Regions from separate parts of the Rattus norvegicus genome. Here regions 2 and 3 are each linked to region 1. The links are chromatin contacts, called in public Hi-C maps. All regions are on one chromosome and are shown on one strand. The core of a region is the stretch at or near the end of the contact, and the rest is flanking DNA. Distances in the headings are between cores, read along the strand shown. Region 1 holds the start of Ddx19a (DEAD-box helicase 19A). Region 2 holds the start of Il34 (interleukin 34). Region 3 holds the start of Cog4 (component of oligomeric golgi complex 4).

The links. A called contact is a pair of places that touch in the nucleus more often than the background predicts.
Region 2: a Hi-C map of Schwann cells shows a contact between it and region 1, with 7 times the contacts expected there. The contact joins the promoter of Il34 here to the promoter of Ddx19a in region 1. A contact is called at or near these places in 10 of 12 Hi-C or Micro-C datasets (the A7r5 cell line, the Rat2 cell line, Schwann cells and 6 more).
Region 3: a Hi-C map of psoas muscle shows a contact between it and region 1, with 1.9 times the contacts expected there. The contact joins the promoter of Cog4 here to the promoter of Ddx19a in region 1. A contact is called at or near these places in 4 of 12 Hi-C or Micro-C datasets (Schwann cells, hepatocytes, mammary epithelial cells and 1 more) and 1 of 1 datasets of contacts at active chromatin or transcription factors (oligodendrocytes).

The regions. Positions count from the first base shown.
Region 1 is chr19:55,869,853-55,874,327 of GRCr8, forward strand. It overlaps Ddx19a (DEAD-box helicase 19A), which reads right to left and starts at 2,357. Exons shown (of 12, transcript NM_001005381.2): 1 at 2,231-2,357. The coding sequence starts at 2,287.
Region 2 is chr19:55,636,271-55,640,745 of GRCr8, forward strand. It overlaps Il34 (interleukin 34), which reads right to left and starts at 2,335. Exons shown (of 6, transcript NM_001025766.1): 1 at 1,929-2,335. The coding sequence starts at 1,956. LOC134483366 (a long non-coding RNA gene) reads left to right here and starts at 2,484. Exons shown (of 2, transcript XR_010060230.1): 1 at 2,484-2,622; 2 at 4,328-4,475.
Region 3 is chr19:55,727,923-55,732,397 of GRCr8, forward strand. It overlaps Cog4 (component of oligomeric golgi complex 4), which reads left to right and starts at 1,956. Exons shown (of 19, transcript NM_001108449.1): 1 at 1,956-2,133. The coding sequence starts at 1,975. It overlaps Sf3b3 (splicing factor 3b, subunit 3), which reads right to left and starts at 1,699. Exons shown (of 26, transcript NM_001106187.2): 1 at 1,597-1,699.

The sequences.
Region 1 (4,475 bases), core at 1,107-3,606:
CCAAGCCGAGATAAACTCTTGCTCTTGTCATGTATTTGTATTTTGCCACAGCAAAGACAACAGCATCTAAGACAGATGATTTAGGTTCCCGGAACCTTGGGTCTGTCCCCAAGATCCCTAAGTTAACATCATGGGTTATTGGTGTTTACAGACAGGGTCTTTGTGCATAGCCTTGGGTCCTTGAACTCAGAGATGATTCACCTGTTTCAGCTTCCCATGTGCTGATATTAAAAGTGTGAACCGGGCTGGAGAGATGGCTCAATGGTTTAAGAACATGGACTGCTCTTCCAGAGGTCCTGAGTTCAATTCTCAGCAACCACATGGTGGCTCATAACCATCTGTAATGGGATCTGATGCCCTCTTCTGGTGTGTGTGAAGACAGCGACAATGTACTCACATAAAATAAAATATTAAACAAAAGTGTGAACCAACAACACACCTGGGGACTGTTACTCTTCCTAGAGTCACTGTACTGACTTTGCCAAGTGGTAATGTCCTTCCCAAGTTGCCCTCTCCAACCGACCTACTGTGCGCTCCTGTGCATTACGGAGTTCCTACTGCTGCGAGGAAACAGCATACCAGGACAATCTACACAAGCGCTCCTCGGGCTCGTGGTTCTAGCGTTAGTCTAGCGATAAGGGTCCATGAAGCAGAGCAAAGCATGGTGACCGGGGCTGGGTGCTGAAGGCCTACATCTTTAACTGTACTGGAAATCAGGCAGCCTCTAAGGGACATACTTTCCCCAGCAAAGCCAAACCTCCTAAGACTCCCTAACCAGTAGCACCAAATGGGGACCAAGTGTCAAAATGTCCAAGTCTATGGGGAACGTCTCATTTAAACTACCAGTTTAAGAGTTTAGGAACCAGGTTTTCTACAGAAAAAGCAGGTGAACACAATTTCTCCTTTAATGGGGGAGAGGCCATGAGAAAGCAGACAAACCTGGGAAAGGTATCACACACCTGTAGTCCCAGCACTTAGGAGGCAGAGGCAGGTGGATCTCTGAGTCTACAGAGCAAATTCCAGGACATCCAGGACTACACATAATTAAACTGGAGAAGAAAAAAAACCCCAAACCTCGCAGTCACTACCTTTTAGGAATAATCACTAGATTTGAGACTTCAGACGCGACTCATAGGATTGCTCAGTGGGTAGCTCACGTTACTAACCCCAACAAATTGAAGAAAGAGAATTACCCTCACAAGTTATCTCCTGACCTCCACACATGAACTGTAGCACATGCATGCTCAAATTACACATGTACATACACAAAGCAAATCCAAACAAAAACAAACAAACAAACAAAGAAACAGAAAAACAATTGCTGCTGGTTCTTCTACTGAACTGGTTCAGCGGTTAAGGGAGCTTGCTGCTCTAGCAGAGGGCCAGCACAAGTTTGAAATCCCAGCTCCAGGGGATCCAACACCCTCTTTCTAACATATGCAGGCACAAGTGTGGTGCACAGATACACACAGGCAAAACACCACACACACACACACACACACACACACACACACACCCCATATTTATTAAAAGTATTGAGGCCACCCTGAGTTAAACAGTGAGGCCAGTTGGGCTGTGTCAAAAACAAAACAAAGGCCGCAAATCGGTAACCCAAACACTAAGAGGAGGCAAAGAGATAGGAATTCAGGCTCTCATGGCCGGTCTCAGCTACACAGCAAGTCAGAGGGCAGTCTGGGCTACACTATCTCGAACCCTCCACCGTTCACCCAAAAAAACTCAAAATCAAAACAACCTAATAAATAAAACTAAACGTCACTTAAAATAGTAACTAAACATGTATGTGTTGCTAAGTGAAGCATTAACACAAACAAAAAAAAACCTGGTATTCTGGAGAGCTTCAAACTGCCAACTGTCAGTTAAGCATGATTGCAGTGACTGTTAGGTGAAAAACAGCATGAACTCACTCAAAAACTGTCCCTCAACAATAAAAAAAAAAGAGAATTTTATGTTGCCATTTCTTATAAGAAGTCAAGAGAAGGGCCAATTTGGAGCCTCACACACATAATGAGGTACAGAGTCACCGCGGGAGCAACTTTTTAGTCCAAACTCGGATAAGCAGCTCACTGCGGGTTTTCTTCGCTCTAGGAGCAAATCAGCACTAAGTGATCGCCCGCAGCAGACTCCAGTGTGCGCGGGCCCGCCAGACTCGGAGGTTCGGGTGCTGGAAACTGGGTCCTCCTCAGTCCCCCATCCCCGCCAGGCCACTGACCGACTTGACAGCGGCTTCCTGCTCGTCCACCGCCAGCGCCCAGGAGTCGGTGGCCATGGTCCCCAAGACGAGCCGACCTGCAGAGAGGCTCCGCACTCCAACACCAGCGTTGAGTCCCAACCCGCGCCAAGTGCCACTAGTGCGGAGCGGAAAAAGACCTGCGCGAAGTTGACGTCAGTTCCGGCCCCTCGTGGCCGTCTTCCACCGGCGCTCCGCCCAGAGGAACATAAGCGTGCTTAGCTTAGCGCTTTAGAGTCCTACTTCGCTTATCCCGGAATTCGAAGCCAGCCTGATCTACCGAGAGAGTTCCAGGACGGCCAGGGCCCCCCGCCCCCCCCCCCCACACACACACACACAAACCGTGCCTCGAAACGCTAAAAAAGAAAAAAGAAGTCCCATTTCGCTAGGTGCAATCTCTTTGAGTTAAGGTTCTAGAGCCCTGCAAAGAGTTACTTAGTATTCGCTCCATCACTTAATTTCATACTAAAATTCTTCCCTATTTTGGTTTTGAAACAAGGCTACCTTTCTTTAATCGTCTTAAACGCCAAGATTACAAGGGATCGGACGCTCTCTAGTGGCCTTTGCGGTCATAGACACACATGCACACACACACTTAAAAATAAGATGAGCTGGGCTGGAGAGATGGCTCAGTGGTTAAGAGCACTGACTGCTCTTCCAGAGGTCCTGAGTTCAAATCCCAGCAACCACATGGTGGCTCACAACCATCTGTAATGGGATCTGGTGCCCTCTTCTGGTGTGTCTGAAGACAGCTGCAGTGTACTTACATATAATAAATAAATAAATCTTAAAAAAAAAAAATGAGCTGATCGATGGTGGCACTTGCTTTTAATCCCAGCACTTGGGAGGCAGAGGCCACCAGAGCAAATTCCTGGACAACCAGGGCTACACAGAGGAAACCCTGTCTCCCCCCCCCCCAAAAAAAAAAAACAATTAAAAACAACAGAGTTACATCCTATTTGTGTGGGTATGTATTTAGTTTTTGGTTTTTGAGACAAGAATCTCATAGCCTTTTTTTCTGCCTCTGCCTCCCAGATACCGGGAAAAGAGAAGTGCTTTCCGCCTGTGATGCTGTTGGGATACATTTTAAGTCCTGATAGTTGTGTAAAGCTGTTTGAATGATTTGAACAGGAGCTTCACCAAAAAAAAAAAAAAAAAAAAAAAAGAGGCTCTTAAAATAGTGCAAAATTGGGGCTGGGGATTTAGCTCAGTGGTTAGAGTGCTTACCTAGGAAGCGCAAGGCCCTGGGTTCGGTCCCCAGCTCCGAAAAAAAGAACCAAAAAAAAAAAAAGTGCAAAATTAGGAATGGCAGTGAACACTTTTAACTCCTGTACTTGGGAGGTGTAGGGAGGGAGAGAGTGCAAGGCCAGTCTCTGCTATGAGACCTAGTCTCAAAACACATGTATTTCCAGTCTAGCTATCCACTGTCTTCTGTCTTGAAATTTCACTACAAAGCATACCTGTTCTAGTACCAAGAACATGGTTCTTTCTTCAGTGTGTCTGCTGGGACATAATTCTTAGAGAAGACATGGTATCCGGGAACAATTAAGGAGTTCAAGTTTTGGGTTGGGGATTTAGCTCAGTGGTAGAGCGCTTGCCTAGGAAGCGCAAAGCCCTGGGTTCGGTCCCCAGCTCCGAAAAAAAAGAACCAAAAAAAAAAAAAAAAAAAAAAAAGAAAGGAGTTCAAGTTTTGAGTTGTCGTGGGTTTGCAAGACATTTAGGGTTTGGTTTGATTTGGTTTTGATTTTTCAAGAAAGGTTTTCTCCGTGTAGCCTTCACTTGCACTCAAACTCACTCTGTAAACCAGGCTGGCCTTGAACTCAGAGATTCACCTGCCTCTCCCTCCAGAGTGCTGGGAATAAGAGCAGGCACCATTGCCAGCTGTAAGGGTCCCTGATTTGCTGAAGAATGACACCCCCCCCAACCCAAACAGTATGTAAACCCAAAAAGTGTTTTATTCTGTAGAAGTCCAGATGCTGGGGTCTCGCCATTAACAAGATGGAGAGACACCCAAGTGAGCTTGCAGGCCTGATTTAGCACATTAGGGAATTCTGGGTTAGGTGACCTCTATGTCAATCTGTTGGTTCATCTCCGGACATTCCATTACTGAAGTGTGAGTGCTGGAAACTTGCTGAGGAGGTCTGGAAAATTTTGGCTGAGGAAGTAGCTGAGGAAGTCTGGAAACTGCTGCTGACCCGTTGTCCTTGCATCAGGCTAGGTGGTGGGG
Region 2 (4,475 bases), core at 1,085-3,584, 230 kb before region 1:
GTTGAATAGCATCCCCCTCCCAAACTCGTATTCACCTACACTCTAAGAATGGCTTTATTTGGAAATTGGCTCATTGCAGGTGTAATTAAAGCAGAGGTTTCTCAACGTGAGGTTGTCCTGGGCTTAGGGAGAACTACATCCAATGGCTGGTGTTTCAAGAGAAAGATGTCACAGAGGGAAAGGCCTTGCAGATGGGGACAGTGTGCAAACTGGTAATACCACCACATGCCGAGGAACTCCAGGAGCCACCAGAAGCTGGAGGAGGCAAAACCCTCCCCCCTCCTAGAGCCTTCAGAGACTATGGCGACCAGTGACACCCCAATTTCAGATCTCTAGTCCCCAGAACTAGGAGGAAAATACATTGACAGAGCCAAGTCACAAATCTGTGGTGATGTTAAGATAATCTGACATCCTCCAGGTCCCTCAGAACCCCTGTAAGGTGGGCCCTGCCCTGCCAACCTCTCCCTACAGACAGTCCCTGCCAAGTCCCGAGAGATGCCATCTGAAACACTCCTTCCTTCCACCAGGCCTCTCCAGTCTCACTTCCCCTCAGGTGAGCCTGGTGAGATGGCTCAGCCAATACAGGCACTTGCCATCAAGTCTGGCAACCCGGGACCTGAGTTTAATCCCTAGGACTCACATGTCGGAAGGCGAGAACAAACTCTCCTCCCCCCCCCCCCACCATGTGCACCCACCCTTCCCACACAGTAAATAAATGAAATCATTTGGGGCTGAACAGGTGCCTCAGAGGTTCAGAGCACTTCCTGTTCTTTTAGAAGACCCATGTTCAGTTCCCAGCACCCATGCCAGATGGCCATAACCCCAGCTCCAGGGAGACCTAATCTCTGGCCTCCCAGGACACCAGCTCACTTGTGCATATCCACATGCACACACATAATTAAAAACGATAACACTAAATCTTTAAATGTAATCACTTCTCCCTCAGGAACTGACCCTTAACTCTCTCCTTTGCACACTGTCTCTCTCCTTGGGACACTGTCCCCATCCTCCTACCCCTACCAGAATACCACCTAGCCTTTGAGTCCTCGAGAGGACCCTCATCCATACTTCTACCCACGTTCCATTAAGGTGTGAAAGCTTCCAGAACACTGGGTCTGGCTGGGTCCTTCACCCATTCTGAATGTCCCTCACCTTTGTAGGATCCACACACCAGAGACAGCCCGGCTCCTCTCAGAAGCCTTGTGGGTCCAAGCCCCCACCTCAGTTATTTGGTACACAGTTCCTGGGTGCCTAACTTCAAGTCACAGTGGGGATGAGAGTCATGTCAAGTCATGACAATGACTCACCAGTAGCCCTGTGGCTGCCATTGAGTCTTGGCATCTGTGAGGGTCTCCACCCGGCTCCCACCCAGCAGGCACAGACACACCCCAGCAGGTCCTTTCCCAATTTCTGTCCTCATTTCAACTCATTTTTCTCTTTACCAGGAGTATTGTTTCTTCCTGCTTTTTTAATTTTGGCCCGTTATGGAGGGAGGGGTACAGGGGAACTGGCTACCTTCTCCAGGCCTCTTCTTTCCCACGTGTTGTGCCCTCCCCGCCCCCCACTAGCCACACCCAGAAAGATGGAAAGCCTCTTTCCAGCACCTCTGTCCCCACCCTGCTCTCCAGAGCCAATGAGACCGCAGAGGTGAGAAGCTGCCACCCACCCCAGTGCCTGCCCCATCCTGTGTCGCTGCACCCACCCAGCTTGTACCTCTGAGCCTGAGGTCAGAGCAGGCAGAGCAGAGGGTGGCTGTGGACACCCCCCCCCCATCCCTGAGGCTGCCTGCAACCCTTCTGGGAAGCATTTCAACCTCTTACCAGCAAGAACTGCCCTGGTTGCTATGGTTACAGTAGAACCACCCACCCACCCACCAAGGCCTCCCAGGACAGGATCCCCAGGTACAACTCCCCACCCCCAGTACTCACAGTATAACCAGGCGAGTCCCCAGGGCATGATGGTGCACTGGGTGCCCCCTGAGAGCAGAGGCACTGTCCCCAGCAGTGTATCCGGAAGCCTGAGCCAGGGCCTACATGGCCTCAGGTCAGCAAAGGTGGCCACCAAGTCCAGGAAGGGCTGCCCCAGGCTGAGAGGGGGCAGGTACTCCTGGGGTAGCTACCGGCCGCCCTATCTGCTTGTCAGGGTAGAGGACAGCCAGGGGGCGGTGGCTGGGAGCTCCATTGCGGCTCAGGAAGTGGTGTGAGACAGTGGCTTTGGGGTCTCAGGAGGAGGAGGAAGAGGGAGAGGAGAAGGAGGAGGAAGAGAAGGGAGTCCCCAGCAGGCCTCTTGGAATCTGGGGCTGGGTGGCGCTTTCTCTGGTTTCTCCCGACTGCAGCTGCTCAGTGTGAAGTCTAGCTCTGGAAAAAGAAGGAGGAGAGAGAGACTGATTATGTAAGAGTATCGCTGCCACTCAGCCACCAGCCAGGAAAGGAAGACCCACCATGCACACTGTCCCCGCTGTCGGTACTGAGACACCCAGCCCTGTCTCCACGCATAGGAGATGACGCCAAGGCATAGGAGATGACTGCCTGGAACCAAGGAGTGAGTCTGACAAGTCTGACAGCCTTGAGCTGGGACTGAAGGAGCAGCAGAGCTCACAATCTGGGAGGCTGCCTGGAGGAGGTGAGATGCCCGGTCAAATCCAATCAATACATGCTTCAGGGGAGATTATGGAGTAGAAGATGTCCCACCCTGCAGTCACCGCCATTTAGTTCCTTCCTGTCACCCACCTGTGTCCCCTGTGAGGTAAAAGCTGACAGACCGGTTTAATTTGAATTCCAGATAAACGAACACTCTTTCTAGTGAGGTGTTTGACGTGTAGTGTTGTAGACAGCGAATATTGCATGGGGCATACTTGTGCCAATAAACAAGCAATCAAACGAATAAATAAATATCAGAGCCAGGTGTAGCACACAACAGGGTAGTCACAGCACCCTAGAGACTGACGCAGGAGGACGGAGAGGCCAGACAGAGCTGCACAGCAAGACTCATCTCTAAAGAACAGACAAAAGACTGGGTTGGTGGTGCCCATCTTTAATCCTAGCAAAGGCAGAGGCAGGTGGATCTCTGAGTTTGAGGCCAGCCTGGTCTACACAGAGGAAGGGGGGAAAAAGCATGTGTGAGGAATTCAAACTGGCCTGTCGCCCTGAAAGTCGACACAGGGCCCAGCAAATTGTGGGCTGTGGTTCCATTTTGCAGATGAGGTGGAGGTGGTCATCGGCAGAGCCGGCTTGGGAAACTCAGTTTCTCACTGTGTGTTTTCCCCTCCCTTGGATGAGGACAAATGGCCACAATCTGAGGGCCTGGTGGGAACAGGTGTGGTGGGGGAGGCTTCTCTGTCCTTGCAGAAAGTACCAAACTGACCCTTGGGCCCCCGGAGCAGCTTAGTGGTAGAGAGCTTGCTGAGTAGACAGGAAGTCCTGGGGTCAAGGCCCGGCAAAGAAAAAGCTAGGAGGCAGGAAGACCAAGGCCAGCCTGGCCTGCCCAAGTAATTCCTGGCTAAGGCTAGCCTGGGCTACATAGCAAGACCCTGTCCGAAACAAAACTGCAAAGCAGACATGCTAGCTCTCATGCCCAAATCCTCCAATGCAGGCAAGGCCACATACAATGAAGCACATTGTTCAAAATTACCCTGGGTTAAGACCCTGGACCCTTCCCTCTTCTGACCCTCTCCCTGCCCCTCCTCCTCTTCCCCATCCCACCCTGGTGACCTTCCTATTACAGGCTCATTATGAATACTAACTATGCCCCCTCCACCAAGACCTAGTCTCATATTAGCTCCAGTTGACCTCAAACACACTGGCTATACATCCGAGGATGACCTTGAACTTCTGATCTTCCCGTCTGTACCTCCTTGGGAGCTGGACTTACAGGCATGCATCACCACACTCTGTTTACACAGCGATGGAGCTGGAACCCAGGACTTCATGCATGCCAGACAAGCACTGTAAACAAGTACATCCCCAGCCCCAACGAGAGCTTCTCGTTATTTTGTGCATGCTTACGGAATCTCATATCCATTTATGTATCGATATATCTTATCTATATAATTTTTTTGACAAATTCATAGAGGCATGTAACCACTACAGTAATCCATCAATAAAACACTTCTTCCTCCCAAACACCCCACCTCTGTTGCTCTGTAGGGATGCTCCTTCCACAGCAGTCCTACAGCAACCCATCTGTTTCCTGTCCAGCACTCCCCACCCCACCATGCCACACCAATGCAATCTTGAAGTGTAGATTTTGCACCAATGCATGACATGGTGAACTTGGGTGCTGTCATGTTGACGTGCACGTTAATAGTTTTCTCTTTCTCCATGCTCAGGAACAGTCCCTTATATGGACAGATCACCGTGTGTCTACCCACCAATAACGAAGCATCTGAGTCTACCTGGTCTTTGATGAGCCTGAAGAAGGCTATTTTGGTGTGGACGAGGTTTCCATCTCTTTTGAGTCCTTCTGTAACGTTGAAT
Region 3 (4,475 bases), core at 706-3,205, 140 kb before region 1:
CCCCCCCACACCCAAGGAATTTAGAGAGAGAGAGAGAGCGAGCGCGAGCTCGAGCGCTAGCTATCCTGGATCTCTTCTGTAACCCTAGTACTAGAGAGGCAGAGGAAGGAGGATTATAAGTTCAGTTCCAGCCTACGATACAGAGTGAGACCCTATCTCAAAAACCAAAACCAAACTTCTACGGTCAAGGAAACCTATGCTCAAAAATTATATCCATTGTCCAACATACAGAAAGTGGTGAAACTTGTTCAATTAATGCAACATGCCTTTTGCCATTTTTTGTCAGACAAATGAAAACCTATAGTTAACTGTAGTTCAACGGTCATGTTATTCAAGACTCAAAAAAACCTCAGATCCATTTCTCAGGAACCCCACTCTCTAGGGGTATAAATCTTACCAACTCCAATCTTCCCATATGCTTATATGTGCAAATTCAAGAACATATATTTATACCATTATTTTATGTCCTCTCTTTAACCAAAGGATGAATTTTCTGAGAAACCAGTAACAAGACGGTTTTCTGCTAAAAATACAGAGAACCTCACTCAATGCCTATAATTAGCCAAACTGTTAACACACTATGTAAGTGAATGAGTTATACCTCTTAAGACTTGTTCCTAATGGTCGAACTGGCATTGGCAACTTGAGGGATTTAAAATTTAATACTTGTTAAATTAAACTTTTAGAGGACGCCTCACAATTTACAAGACTGTCATGTGTGAGTTACAGTTGCACCATAAGCAGCCAAAGTTATGTTATGACTTCGGGGGTGGGGGTGGGGAGGTGGTACCTAGGTCCAGCTTCCCCTTGTACCTAAGGCTCTATAAAGAGAACTTGGTATTTGTGGCGACGAGAATGAACCCCAGAACCTTGCGCAAGTGCTCTACTAGGTACTGATAGAGGATTAAAATGAGCACCTACGCATTCAGTAAACACTTAAACAAACGGATTTCCACGCATATTGAAGAGGTGCATCCTGGAGGACTATCGGTATCTGTAACTTTAACCGCCAAAACTTGGGAGATCTCTCCTCCCCGCCACTGCCTGTGATTTCTCCCGTTTCAACGTCACCTCATTTTTTTTTTATCTTGCAAAATTTTCAGATAGGTACTATTTGCCTTCTTTTTTTCTTTTACAGTAATAAAGGTTCAGAAGAGAAACACCATTTTGCCCAACTATCAGAGCACAAATCCAAACCAGAGCCCGGGCTCCGAGGCCAGAAACATGTTATTTACACATTCTGAATAGCTGAGTTTTTACACCTTATTATTCCCTCGGTAGAGCCTCCTTATGTAGCCTCGGTGGGACTCCCACTTCCGAGAATACTTCAACTACCCCGCGTGGTGGAAATACACGAGTGTGCCGCCACGTCAGACTTGCAAGCCTTAAAGGACTCGTCCCCACTCTGAGAACAGAAGTGGGAGAAGAGCCCACGAGGCCATTTGCGGACCGCAAGCATTTTCCTAATTTCACGCCTACCGAACCACTCGGGCCTAAAACTGCTTCTGTGGCTCCCGCCAAAGTGCCGGGCAGCTCTCTCCTGTGATCGCTCTCCACTTCCTCCGCTACAGAGAAACTGTGAGGCCACTTCTTTACCCTGCTGCAAGAAGGATGGCTTCGATACCCGACGGATGCTGAATCCCTTCAAGGCCTAAGCCACCACCACTGCCAACCCGCCGGCGTCCGCCATTAGCCTTTCACGATGGGCCTTCGCGTGCCGCGCGACGGAGAAAAAGGTATCCAGCTTCCGCCTGATAACTATATGTGTAATTTTAAGTGCTCCATCTTGCTCCTGCAGTCTTTTAAGTTATCTAAAACTTATACTTTACTGTAAGTTTTCTGTAAAACAGAAGGTTAATTTTAAAAATAGACTTAAAATGTTTTTGATCGGGCATTTCTATGGACAGTCCCAAAGGTTGCCGCGCCAGCGCAGAGGGGACCTCGCGAGCCCGGAAGCGCCGAGTGGGCACCAAGATGGCGGATGTGGAATCCCCTCCGAAGTTGTCAGGAGCGCCTCCACCACCTGAGGGGGTGGGAGGAGGTCACTGCTCCGAAATCTCCACCGAGCTCATTCGCTCTCTGACAGAGCTGCAGGAGCTGGAAGCTGTGTACGAACGACTCTGCGGCGAAGAGGTGAGGAGCTGATCCTCCTTTTTCCTGGACGACCCAGTGGCAGAAGACATAACAAGCAACTGTCTCTACTAGGGAAAACTAAAAAGCACCTTCCCAAGACGCTTTAGTGTAGTTGGGCATTTGGGTACACCTGTCAGTTCTACACACTCAAGCTTATATGGCCTATTACCTGGACTACTTCCTTGTCTGCCTCCGTATTGAATTCCCTGTGGAGTAAAACCGGAAGCGGTGTATGTATTCACATATATGTGTTATATGTATACGTACATATGTATACACCAAATGGCTTTATTTCAGAATAAGAATTGCTTCGTCTTGGGAAGTGAAACGTTATGAAAGTTCCGTCTCGACCCATTTACACGAGAAGTTCATGCAAATTATCTTGAAGTTTTAAACCGTAATCTTGGAGGGAATAATTATGTATGTAATTTTACCATTTCAGTTAAGTGTAGGAGTTTGGACATTTTCTTATTTTGAGACAGCCTCTGTGTCGTCCATATTATCTTCAAATTTGCCACCTTCCTACAGCAACCTCAGAAATTTCCCAAGCTCCTGTCATTATAGGTGAGCTCACAGCTTGCTAGAAGTGTCAAAGCTCCCTGTTAGGAGTTTGAATTTTTTTAAAAATTTATTTATTACATATAAGTACACTGTCACTGTCTAAAGACACACCAGAAGAGGGCATCGGACCCCATTACAGATGGTTGTGAGCCACATGTTGTTGTTGGGAGTTGAATTCCTCTGGAAGAGCGGTCAATGCTCTTAATCACTGAGCCATCTCTCCAGCCCAGGAGTTTGACTTTTTAACACTAAGGCACAGCTGCCTGGTCTCAGACAAGCCATTTCATCTCTTGTACCTTGGATGTATTACGAGCAATAGGTGTGGACAGGATTCTGATTCCTTTCAATTGATAGCATGCTATATCTCTTTATACTTCTGTGACATTTCCATGGCAATCTGGTGCTGACAGTTCACTTTCCAATGTGTACATGGATTCCTTGGAAGTCAGAAGATGTAAACTCTGACCTAAAAGTTTGGCAGCTGTTTTTCAAAGTGAACTTTTTTTTCTTTTTAGACATGGTCTAACTAGCCCTACCTGGCCTGGAACTCACTGTATAGATCGGGCTTGCAATGAACTCCGTAATCTGCCTGCCACTGTCACTCAAGTGCTGAGATTGATGTCACGCAGTTCTCAGAGCACTTTTTTTTTTTTTTTTTTTTTTTTGGTTCTTTTTTTGGAGCTGGGGACCGAACCCAGGGCCTTGCGCTTCCTAGGCAAGCGCTCTACCACTGAGCTAAATCCCCAACCCCTCAGAGCACTTTTAATAGAGGAAAAGACAGTGTTTTCAAATATTGCCTTGCATCAATTCTAGCAGTTTCTCATACTTCCTGTACAAGAAGTGCTTTGAAGTTCACTGCTCTTGATTTAACATTTCTAACTTAATACTCATTGAATCAATTAATACATTGGGGAAATTTTTGAGATCTTTTAAAATGAAGTAGTGTTTGCTCTGTGTTTGTATTTAATGACTGTATGGAAATTTTCCTCTGCATCCTTCTTAGACTACTTTTATTAAACTATGTAGCTAATACTGTTAAATTGTTTACTGCATACTGTGTTATGCACTTTTATTATTCTGTTTCAATTACACAGAAACCCTATAAGGTACATATTGCTCTCCCTACACTGTAATCTCAGCATGCAGGAGGCTGAGGCAGTAGGATTTCAAGTTCATGAACTACACAGAGACCCCTTCTCAAGGGTACATAAATTGATGTAGCACAATAAATGCCATCATTGGCATAGAAATATAGTCACCCCCTCTGAATATAAATATGCAGGAAGAAAGGGTTAAAAAAAACCCTATGGTCTCTTTGGAAATTTTATTTCTTTAGCTACTATATTTTATTTTGTTCTTTTTAAAAATTTATGTGAATGGGAAAGCAAGTGTGTCATACCACAAGTGTAGAAGGGGGCGGGGACAACTCTCAGAATCGGTCTCTTCTTCTACCATGTAAATGCTGAGGATCAAATTCTAGTCATCAGACATGGAGGCAGGAGTCCTCTCTCCAGTCCTTATTTTGATTCTGAGACAGGATCTCAAATTGGCTTCTCATCCTCCTGCCTGTCTCTTGAATACTGGGATAACAAGGGAACATCACGCATCTGGATTAGCCACTAAATTTTAGAGCCTCTTTGTTTGAAACACTCTACAAGTAATAATGAATAAATATTTGTTCCCATTGAATTATTCATCTGCTAGATGGAATAAGATACACACACAATAAACCAAGTAGAGGGCACATGCATAATCCTAGTACTTGGGAAGTAAGGAAAGAA